2 separate regions of the Salmo salar genome follow, and region 1 is linked to region 2. Evidence: chromatin contacts called from public Hi-C data. All regions are on one chromosome and are shown on one strand. Each heading gives the region's core, a stretch centred on a gene start, on an enhancer-like site or on the middle of the called end of the contact. The rest is flanking DNA. Distances are from core to core; before and after follow the strand shown.

Region 1 (5,715 bases), core at 2,286-4,785, 230 kb before region 2:
CTTTGGCAATGTAACATATGTTTCCCCATGCCAATAAAGCCGTTAAATTGAATTGAAAGGGGAGAGGGGTAGCATTGTCACCGTGACATCCAGACGTTTCCAGTGAGCAACTTACTTAGAGTGATCGATGCATTCCACAACTTTCCCAAAGGCTCCTTCTCCTAGAGTGGACACAATCTCATCTACAGGGAATAAAGAGCATTAGTTAGAACCAGAGGAGTGATGACTGGCATCCACAACCATCACACCTGATCTGCCACAAAATGTCCTAGCTGCTTTGTTCGATATGGATTTAGCATTATACTGTCTAACTAGAACAGGACAGGGCTCCAAGCCAACAAAACATAATACACAGTACACACATCACACTAATAATGATGTTATGTAGCGTGGTGTAATAACTAATCCACATTTAACAATACAATGATAAACCCTACCCGCTCAAATACAAGTGTCTACAATAGAATAGTATTTTGCAACAGTACACCATATGAAAAAGCAACAACATAACAGATAGCTAGTTGACAGAGAGAGAAAAGGGATATATTCTATACATCTGGCTCTTAGCATGTCTCCCCTGTGATAGATCAGGTGACCCTCGTCATCATCCTCAACACTCCGGGATCTTTTCCTGCTCCTGCGATGATGGCTCCTCTGTTGTCCCATCACCACCACCATCAACCATCAACCACCATCACCGACCCAGAGAGAGCACCATCATCAGGCCAGGCCACCACAACGGGACGGAACGTGCCATTCATTCATTCAGCAGGCAGAGGGGGGGATCGGACGTGGGGGAGAGATTTCGGATGGATCGGCCCATTCAGAGTGGGTAGGTTGCGAACCAGGCAGCGCCAGCGGACCACAGCGGGAGCAGCACATTCAAATTCAGCCCCACCAGAGAAAGGCATAGGGGGCGTCACCACATAGTGGGTGTTACAGAAGAGAAACATGGCAACAACAAGGTTCATGTGAGAGACTTTCTCAAAGTAAGCGGTACAAAACATTATCAACCATCAGTCTAGTAGAATAGGCTAATATGCATTTTTGTGTCTTTCAAGTTACAGTTTTGGTTATCTTCTGACTTAAATGATAGATATAAAGTTTCCCTTGACTCTTCTTATTGAAGCCTTGTAAAGGTGTTTGCGCTTAGTCTGCTACAGTTATGCCTAGATGGTATTCAGTGAATTTTGGTACTAACATTGGATCCATAATTCTAACCCATCTGTTTTTCACTGTGGTACATATTGAAAAAGATCGACAAAGAAAAGCTAACACCACTAATAACCATATAGGGAGTTGGTTGGAAAGGAGAGAAGAGCGTGTAAGATGTTCTCATACCGAGTAAGAGGAGCGTTGATGAGAAGGGCTGCGTCGCCGCCCTCGGCGGCTACTGCGGCCACTCTTGCCACTCCGCCCGGATGACTTGCTGTAGTGGTGCCACTCCTTGTCCTTCTCCCTCTCGCGGTCTCTGTCCCTGGTGGCGGCGGCCCTGTTGTCCTCGCCGTAGCCCATCTCCAGGCTGGCTTCTCTGGCCCTCCTGTCCTTAGACTCTATCCTCTGCTGGTTCAGGCTGTGGGTCTCCAGGTAGTGCCTGAAAGGGAGAAACAACAAGACAGCTAAGTGACTGACTCCTCCTCCTGCCTACTTACCCACTGCTTGGTTCTAATGGCCAGGACCTACGTCTTCCCCGTCATCCTATCCCAAGGGGCTTAATATATAAAAAATTTAATTAGTAACAAGCTTATTTACAACTACAGAGTGCAACATCATCACTCCAAGGTTCTTGGTGTGAAAGCCTAACATAGTGGAGGATAGTGTAGATTCCTAGTTTTGGGGGTAAACTGACACAACAAACTGGACAGGCAATATGTCTCAAGAGCTGTTAGAACAGATCATGTAGCAACCTTTCACATGAATCTATCATATAAATATGAGCAGCCAGCTTGAATGTATGTGTGCTCAAGCACCCCCCCCCAATCCAGCAGAATCCCCTTCTACCTCTCACACACACCAACACACACAAATCGAAAGCACAGGTGTCTGCTACGACAGTTGTTTTGGCTCAGCGAGGAATCCGTGAAGCCCTTTCAGCAGAGGAATGTGATCCGAGTCTCTGGACCTCCAGAGCCCCAGAGTCAGAGAAAGCCATGATGGCACCCTGGTGGTGTCAGGTCTCTTCCAGGAAAAGGTCTGCGTTGCCGGGGGACTTATTATTAGAGCTTCCTTACCCGTTCTGCCCTGGAAACTTCCACTATAAACCTCCATCTCTCACAAAGCACAAGCTCAATCAGAGACGGACACAGAAACCAGACACGGTTTTACCTTCCAGCAATAAAATGTACAGTGAAATATTGTCAAATGACAGTGACTTCCAATAATAAAGACTTCAAACTTCCAAAATGAATTGTGACCACATCTGTCAAGGGCAGGGAAAGAGGCAGATTCTCCTGAAATAAACTTTGGCCTAAAGTATGCTGTGAGCTTGGATTTCACTCATTATTTATAAGATGATGGCTTGTCCTCACCACATTAATATATTGCTGTGAAAACATTTGGCATGTGTATAGCTGCTGGATCCTACAAACCTAATTGAAGAGACAGAAATGACCAGACAGATGTAAAAAGGATGATCTCGGGGTTGCTTGTGGATGGGTGGGGCCTATAATAGTTCTGTTGGGGGGGGGAATTGGGTCAGAATATTTACCCTTCATGTGTTTTGAGGGGTTGTTGACGTCTTCGAGATTTATTCTCCCTTACACTGCTATTCGAATCATCTCGTTTCTGGCGCTTTCGACTCTCCACCCAGCTGAACTCACTGAGCCAAACGCCTGGGGAACGAATTCGCTTTGCCTGTCGCATCTGCCACACAAGTGATAAATGTTCACATTAATAGCTAAAACGAGCTAACGTTACATGGCTAGCTGCAGTGCCAACAAACTGTAAAAAAAATAATTCAAATCTACATATAGATAGCGAGTTAACCTTCTGGATGACATGAAGTAAATTCAACCATACACCAGTAAATAGCGTACATTATTTTCTAGCATTCGCTAGCTAGCTAATCATGGTCAATTTATCCTCTACAGACACCGACTGGTGTATTTGTTCTAACATGCTAGCTACGTTAATTTACCTAACGTTAACTTGCTAGCTAAATGAATAACAATCCCACGTGAAACCTATCTAGCTGCTTGACTAACTTCAGATAACGCTAGCAACATGCATCTGATAAATGTTAGCGTCATCAATTTTCAGAAAGTAATAACTAGCTATCTGTACATTGGCTAGCCAGCTTACTAACGTTAACTTCCTGGTTCGTCGACGAAACCTGAAGGCTAGCAAGATAATGTTGAACAGATGATATATTGTTTACATTGAAGTATTACATATTAAATCATCTGTCCTCACTTTATCTATCGAAGGATGTACCCCAAACAACTAATACGTTTTTTTTTAAATAAAAAAATAACCCAAAAAACGATGTTTTATCTGTACTTTTGTGTAGGAACAAAGCTGCCTTCCAAAATGGCGAACTCTGCTGCTGCTGCTGGAAGTTATTGTCATAGATAGAACAATGAGACAGATATTTCACCGGATGTATAAATGTGAAGCATCCGGTTGGCGTTTCCTAGCGCAACCAAATATATTAGTTAGAGGAAGCCCAGTGGGCAGCAGTGGGAGAAGATGGATTATGGCTGACATTCTGCTAATTTTCTCATCAATGAAACCTTTGATCTCGATTGATGTTTTCTGTTTCCAAAACATATGTAATCAATAAATACCATGTTTAATGTAAACTGTTCTCTGTTAGTTTGTTTAAGGGAGGGGAAGCAGTATAAAAAACGAATCATTATGCAAAGCTAATTTCCAGCTTGATTGTTAAATTGTTGAGCTGTAATCTCATGTGTTTGTTGTCAAAGATACTGATAACTATTACAATTATTACGGAGATACAAAGATGAAGCTATGTGCATTAATCGGCTGCAATACTGTGCAGAGCAAGGGAGGAAAATATTTTTTCCAGTTTCCAAGGTATGTAATAAATAACGAGAAGATGCATTTGGAGTAATTATTGCATGGTGAGGCACACGTCGTTGGCTGTGTAATCAGTAGTGTGCTGTATCCATGACTACCCATCGAATCAATCACCAAAGAAACGATCACTGATAGATTAAACCAACTAGCTACCAATAATGAAACAAAACTATAGCTGGGTTTAACACAGCTAGCATGAGGCAGCATGGCTAGTTAAAGTTTGTTTACCAATGTGTCCAGCTATATTACATATGAGGCTATCCCAGGGTATGCTGTACAATCAATAGAAGCCAGCATTTGTCACACTGAGTCATTGCAAAGTAATTTATCGAGTTGTAGAACACCATTAAGTACCTCCTTGAATGATGGTAGATGTCTGTAAAACATTGTATAGGAGACTACTTAAATACTGTTGCCCTATGATCAGATTAAGTCAGAATACCATAAAATATAGTCTACTATAATTATATGCATCTTCAGAAAATAGACAAAACTCAACAGGTTGCACATTTATTAAATGCGTCTGTGTCATAGGACAGGATAAAGTGTGGATCTTTGTTCTAATGTTTCATAGGACAGGATAAAGTGTGGATCTTTGTTCTAATGTTTCATAGGACAGGATAAAGTGTGGGTCTTTATTCTATAATATGTTCTTCATATTGGGGGTGTTGCTAATCAGGCAATGGTTGTTATGGAGGAATGAGTCAGTTTTAATTGAAGAGAATATATTGTAATGACCCGGCTGGGTCATAAAGGAAAAAGAGACGGACTCTAGGTGTGCAGGTCAGAACACAGGTTTATTCCTAAACTGGGCTATTGTTCAGGCCACAGCCCACGCCGCTAAATGCCGAACGTACACAATTATACCAAGTCTAATTAAGGGTTACTCCCATAGGAACAGATCAAGGCCCCGAACAGAAAAGAGAGAGAAGATGAGACAGTAATCCCTATTTATGCATTTCCAAATCCCGCGGGATTACCCATCATACCCCCCCAACCTTTCCCTCTGTCCTGACATATTTAACCCCTGTTAGTAGCCATGAGAACCATAACACACCCACAAACACAGAACACAATACCGGGTCGTTACATAGCCCCCCCCTTTCTAAACCCTAGCCCCTAGGGTTACACAACAAAATCCTTAAAACGACCCGGAGGTCGCATCAGTCTCTTGGGCCTCCCCGTGGCTCTCACCGGTGAACCCCCAGAACACTCATCTGCCCCAATGTCATTTCCAGCGCCCTCCGAAGAAGCAGCCCCCATCCCAGGCTCAGGTTGCGCTAGAGTCTCCTCGTTAGACTGTTCCCGTGGGCTCACATCAGAGACCTCACTCCCATTTCCTACCGTTTTCCTCCCTCTGTAGGGTGCCAATCGGTCCCGGTGGACCACCACCTTCCTGCTCCGTGGGGGGACCTCCACCCGGTACGTCACCTCCCCCACTCTCTCTATCACCAGACACGGCCCCACCCATGCACTGTCCAGCTTTGGGCACCGCCCCTTCTTGCGCGTGGGGTTGTGAAGCCACACACATTCTCCCGCTCCAAAGTGCCTCCCCCTAGCGCGCAAGTCATAGTGGCGCTTTTGGCGCACCCCTGCGTTCTCGAGTTGCTCTCTTGCGAAGGTGTGAGCCGCTTCTAACCGGTTCTGCAGACGACACACATAGTTCGGGCCAGGCAA
Region 2 (6,069 bases), core at 3,011-5,510:
TTGTAGGCTTTTATGCAAGAATATTAATCAATTTACTTTGTTTTGTTATTGCAAGTTGCAACAGACCAATGCTGTTTGCACAACATACACTCCTATAACAATTATCCTGGTACTTTGTGGCCTAAACTCTCCTTCATCTATCACCAATCTTATCAACAGATCAGTAACAAATGCAATTCTTTTAACCCCATTCCCAAGATTCTATGAAATGAAATTCCTGAATCGTGGAGACACCATGGAGAAGACATGTATAGCCTACCATAGCAGGCTGCTGTTTAAAAGGTCAGAAATGGAAAGGAAAAGCAGTAATAGGGGGTAAAAGGTATTTGCAGAACATGAGAAACATGCGATTGTCACGATTGTGAAAGTCAAGACAACATAGTTTGAACCTATACTGAAAATGACAACGTCAGCAGCAGCACTTGCCAGCTGGACAGTGACTTGCACAAATACAATATTGATGTGAAGTTCGCAAACGATTCGTTCTTTTTGAACGACTCTTTTCACTGATTCGAGAGTCATAATTCTTTTCTCCGAGTGACTCGTTCATTTTGGTCGTATGTTCGACCTGCTGGCCGGCCTGGCCGCAATTAATTCAAAGCAGGATCAATACGCGCTTCAGCGGCTCCAAGAGACGACAACCAACAGTCCATCATGTGCACAGCAGAAAAATCTTGTTACAGTCATCATAGAGAAGGAAAATAACTGTCAAATTATTGCATTGTGAAATCATTTATTAATGCAATCATTTGATTATTGAATGTTATTGGACACAGCTTTGTGGAACCAAAACACACACAACCTTCTGCTCAACACTCGAACTCGAGAGCGAATCGTCTGTGTGGCTGCTGCAGTTCTCGAACGATAGCCATTGCAGGGGTAGGCAACCCTGGTCCTGTTTTTGAGTTAACTGACCTGGAAGACCATGCAGGTGTGTTGAATTTAGGCAATCACTGAACAAATACGTTAGTCAGGTAGGACTGGGCGATATGGCCAAAATGTGATATCACAGTATTTTATGTTTTTGGAAAAAAAAAAGTTTATATTGTAACAACCCTGGGTTTATAAACGCGGATATCGACTCTGCCGCTCGAGCATGCTTTTGCAGCACAGTCAATAGCGCGCTGGACTTCGGGCTAGAAGGTCGAGGGGTCTTTCTCCATTCTAATTGTTTTATACAATTCAACTTAAAGCAAAAATAATTTTCAGCATTTACATCCATTTCTGCCACATATATGATATGGACAAACAATCTAGGCCTTATTTTTAACCAAGTGTTGCAATTGAAATTTGATTTGCGATTTATAGCAAAACACTTGTGTTAACTGTTGGAATCATGGATTATGATTATTGTAATTATATAGTTAGAATATATAGTGGGCACTTTGAATAAGTGTTGTTTGACATGACAACGAATGAAAATACCAGGGAGGAGTTATTGTGACAAGGTAGGAACCAGTGTTGATAAGTGGGTCCTAGGGGACCCTATAATCTTTGGCTACATTGAATATTTTCTCTTAGCTACTTCATGTAGTGAACATATTCATGCTTCGCATATTAGTCTTTGATTTTGAAGATACAAAGCAGATACATTAACAACATGCTCATTTAGGTCTACACCATCACTGGTATTATCAGGCTGTATAGCTAACTACGTTTGCTCTGACTCAGTACATTTATTAGCTAGCTAGCTAACGTTAGCCAGCCAAGCCAGCCAGCTAACCCCGATTACCATTAGCGGCTAACAAGAATTAGGACCAATTTGCTAATTAGCTGTTTGCAGGTGTAAGAAACACAAATTAACAGTGCCATTATAGAACACTAGTGAATTTATATTAAGAAGCAAAGTGAAAACAGCATCGTTGTTCATCAACATTGATACATGTGTTGCATTGACCATGCAGACCGAATGCAAGTGTCTAGTAGTGGTCGAGGAACAACCAATGCGCTCCATGAGTGACGGGCTGGGCTAGGTCTGTGTGGAAAGCGGCATGGAGAGTGAGAGCGGAGAGAGATTACTCAAGTAAAGTAAACTAAATCGACATTACACATATCGTATCACATTTAACAAACCAAACATTCAAAGACCGTTATCGAAGGTAAAGTAATAACTTAAACCGCTCCTTGCATCAATACTGGTATATCGGAAAATACAGTATACCGTCCAGAGGTGTGCACCACACCTGACCAACTGAGTTAATTGATCAGTTGGAGCAAAATCTTGCAGTATACAAACCCATGCAGTGTGACAAATGTAAATTACTTGATCATGTGTCAAGTGTATGTAGACGGGAGGAGTATTATATGCCTGCTGAGCCTAAATGCTGCAATTGTGGTTTGTGAACATGCACCCGAATTTCTGAATTGTCCTGTTAGGCAGGGTGAAGGAAACAGATGCGGCAAGAATAAGGGCTGACCAGAATGTGTAAAACCAGAGGCGGTGAGAAGAGTGGCAGAAAAAAAGTGAAGAAGTAATGCTAGTAGCAGTAAAGACACTCTTTCTGTTTTTCTCTCGGAGGACCTGAGCCCTAGGACCATGCCTCAGGACTACCTGGTATGATGACTCCTTGCTGTCCCCAGTCCACCTGGCCGTGCTGCTGCTCCAGTTTCAACTGTTCTGCCTGCGGCTATGGAACCCTGACCTGTTCACCGGACGTGCTTGTTGCACCCTCGACAACTACTATGATTATTATTATTTGACCATGCTGGTCATTTATGAACATTTTAACATTTTAACATCTTGACCATGTTCTGTTATAATATCCACCCTGCACAGCCAGAAGAGGACTGGCCACCCCTCATAGCCTGGTTCCTCTCTAGGTTTCTTCCTAGGTTTTTGGCCTTTCTAGGGAGTTTTTCCTAGGGAGTTTTTCCTAGCCACCGTGCTTCTTTCACATGCTTTGCTTGCTGTTTGGGGTTTTAGGCTGGGTTTCTGTACAGCACTTTGAGATATCAGCTGATGTACGAAGGGCTATATAAAAATAAATTTGATTTGAATTTGATTTGATGATGTCCCTCGTCAACAGAGGGATCCTGACATGTTGTATGTTAAGAAGGTGGACTTTGTAGCGTTTATTGCTTTATCAACTGCACAGCGCAGCGGAGAAAATAAGCATTGTGAATGCGGCTGAGCATTTTTTGGGGGGACTCGTGGATTTTTCTGCAGAGGCATTACAATGAATTCTGTCGTTGAATGCTCGGTCCTCCCAGGCACCTGAGGCTGTGTATGGATGTGATTTGAACTGTGACGGAAGGAGTGGGAAGGTTGTTTGATTTATCGTCCTCCCATGGAATATTTTTTGTTACATTACCCAGTAGGTGTAGTCTGCCATAAAACTTTCAAGAAGAAAATGGACATTGGCTAATCTCCCCCGCGGCTGTCAAACAGTTATATTCTGCCAAGGGTCGTTCTTAATCTAGTCCGGTTGCGGCCGCAACTAGACCTCGTTTCAAAGGTATCAATAAATAATCGTATTCATATGCCTAGCAATCACAAATGTACATTGTTTGCAGCTGTCACATATTTCTGTCACATATGACAGCTCCAATAAGCCCCCTATGGTGAACGAGATGGCTTGTAGAATCATGATTCTTTCGAGTTTTTAGTTCATCGTTCGCCGATAGGGGTTCCTGCGTGCGCAGGGCATTAGGCCTACTGTCTCAAATGAACGAAATGAGTCGAAAGATTTGTTCATTTGACTGAACGAGTCGACAAGATCCGAGTCAGTAAAAAGAGTCAACTCCCAATCACTAAAAGATTACGTGAAAGGCAGGCAGAATACTGGAATTAAATTCATACGATCGGCTACATGCGCCTTAAAAATATATATATATATTGATAAACCATGAATATTATAGGCCTACTTATAATACAAATATATAATTATCTTGATATTAAGGTAGGCTACTATTGCTGTAGGCTATTAAAATATAATTACACATAGGCTATAACCCAACCACCGACGCAATAAAAAACATGTATTGATCATATTGGTTATTACAAAAACAGAAACATGACAAGATGCAGTTATAAATTATAGAGATTTCTCACCTATGATGACGATGTACCTGCTATACCTCAATAAAGTCCACTCACTGTCGTAACTGCGCTGTGTTTGAACCGATTTTGGTGAACAAGCAGACAACGACTTTACGATGGGCACGCACATTTACAAGTGCAGTGACAAGCGGTCAAGCACCGGACCAATGAATGAGCATTCTGAAAAATAACGGAAGTGATCATGCTGGAATGGGAATTCTAAAAATGAAAGTCTTGACTCCTCCCTGGTGCATGGGTTTGTCTGTCTTGATTCTAGACATGATGCAGAGACCAGAGAGACGTTTTGAAATGCATTTTATTTTGTACAATGGTCACACCTCACAGCAACATCCCAATTATTACAATTATATGTATATATTTGAATGCATAGTAAACATGTTATTATACACATTACAACTTGCTTTGTTGTATCCCGCCATACATTTACCCATACATTCACCCATACATTCACACATACAATGCATTGACCAGAAAACCAACTTACTTCCTCTTGAGTGTGCACATCACGTGGTTGAAGTTCTCTAAAGTTTACTTTAGACTCTCTACCACTATTACATAACTTTAATGATGGCAGCACACACAGTCACACAATAGCATAGTTTCCCCAATGCAAATAGGGGTTTAGACATATAGGGGGCCAGCCAGATGCCTGACGATGAACAAGATCGACGACCACCACATCCTCATATATTCTCGAATAGAATAATCATAATATGATTAGTCTGCTTAATTACTTACACATAACTTAAAATGTTCTGAAGTAAAGGTCTACACGTTTTTTTCCCCATTGATCTATGTATCAGATGTCAGGACACAGAATTATAGGCCTCGGGAACTGACAATCCAATCTTGAACTTGCTAGACTGTTGAATTTCACTCTGTACCCAAAGTAGCCGATGCCTCACTGTTCTCATTGTTCAATTGAAAGTTGTCTCAGGTTCATATGGACAAATGTCTGTGATGATGCATGTATAGGTAATTCAGAATGACTATGTAATGTTGAGATTCAGTAGAATAATTTGTGCCTTTGAGCCATGCCTTTTAAAGACATGCTCTAACAACATGCTATTGGCCTTGGCTTTTTTAGCTACAGTGAGGGAAAAAAGTATTTGATCCCCTGCTGATTTTGTACGTTTGCCCACTGAGAAAGAAATGATCAGTCTATAATTTTAATGGTAGGTTTATTTGAACAGTGAGAGACAGAATAACAAAAAAATCCATAAAAACGCATGTCAAAAATGTAATAAATTGATTTGCATTTTAAGGAGGGAAATAAGTATTTGACCCCCTCTCAATCAGAAAGATTTCTGGCTCCCAGGTGTCTTTTATACAGGTAACGAGCTGAGATTAGGAGCACACTCTTAAAGGAAGTGTTTCTAATCTCAGCTTGTTACCTGTATAAAAGATACCTGTCCACAGAAGATCAAAGAGCTCTCCAAGGATGTCAGGGACAAGATTGTAGACCTACACAAGGCTGGAATGGGCTACAAGACCATCGCCAAGCAGCTTGGTGAGAAGGTGACAACAGTTGGTGCAATTATTCGTAAATGGAAGAAACACAAAAGAGCTGTCAATCTCCCTCGGCCTGGGGCTCCATGCAAGATCTCACCTCGTGGAGTTGCAATGATCATGAGAACAGTGAGGAATCAGCCCAGAACTACACGGGAGGATCTTGTCAATGATCTCAAGGCAGCTGGGACCATAGTCACCAAGAAAACAATTGGTAACACACTACGCCGTGAAGGACTGAAATCCTGCAGAGCCCGCAAGGTTCCCCTGCTCAAGAAAGCACATATACATGCCGTCTGAAGTTTGCCAATGAACATCTGAATGATTCAGAGGACAACTGGGTGAAAGTGTTGTGGTCAGATGAGACCAAAATGGAGCTCTTTGGCATCAACTCAACTCTCCGTGTTTGGAGGAGGAGGAATACTGCCTATGACCCCAAGAACACCATCCTCACCGTCAAACATGGAGGTGGAAACATGCTTTGGGGGTGTTTTTCTGCT

The links. Hi-C and Micro-C count contacts between places; a contact is called where the count stands out from the background.
Region 1: a contact with region 2 is called in a Hi-C map of muscle, with 6 times the contacts expected there. The contact joins the promoter of clk4a here to the promoter of LOC106611948 in region 2. A contact is called at or near these places in 2 of 3 Hi-C or Micro-C datasets (gill and muscle).

Annotation. Positions count from the first base shown.
Region 1 is chrssa09:76,034,458-76,040,172 of Ssal_v3.1, reverse strand. It overlaps clk4a (CDC-like kinase 4a), which reads right to left and starts at 3,535. Exons shown (of 12, transcript NM_001140055.1): 1 at 3,412-3,535; 2 at 2,708-2,862; 3 at 1,342-1,594; 4 at 555-654; 5 at 116-182. The coding sequence starts at 2,862.
Region 2 is chrssa09:75,803,555-75,809,623 of Ssal_v3.1, reverse strand. LOC106611948 (putative monooxygenase p33MONOX) reads right to left here and starts at 4,260. Exons shown (of 8, transcript XM_014212650.2): 1 at 4,052-4,260.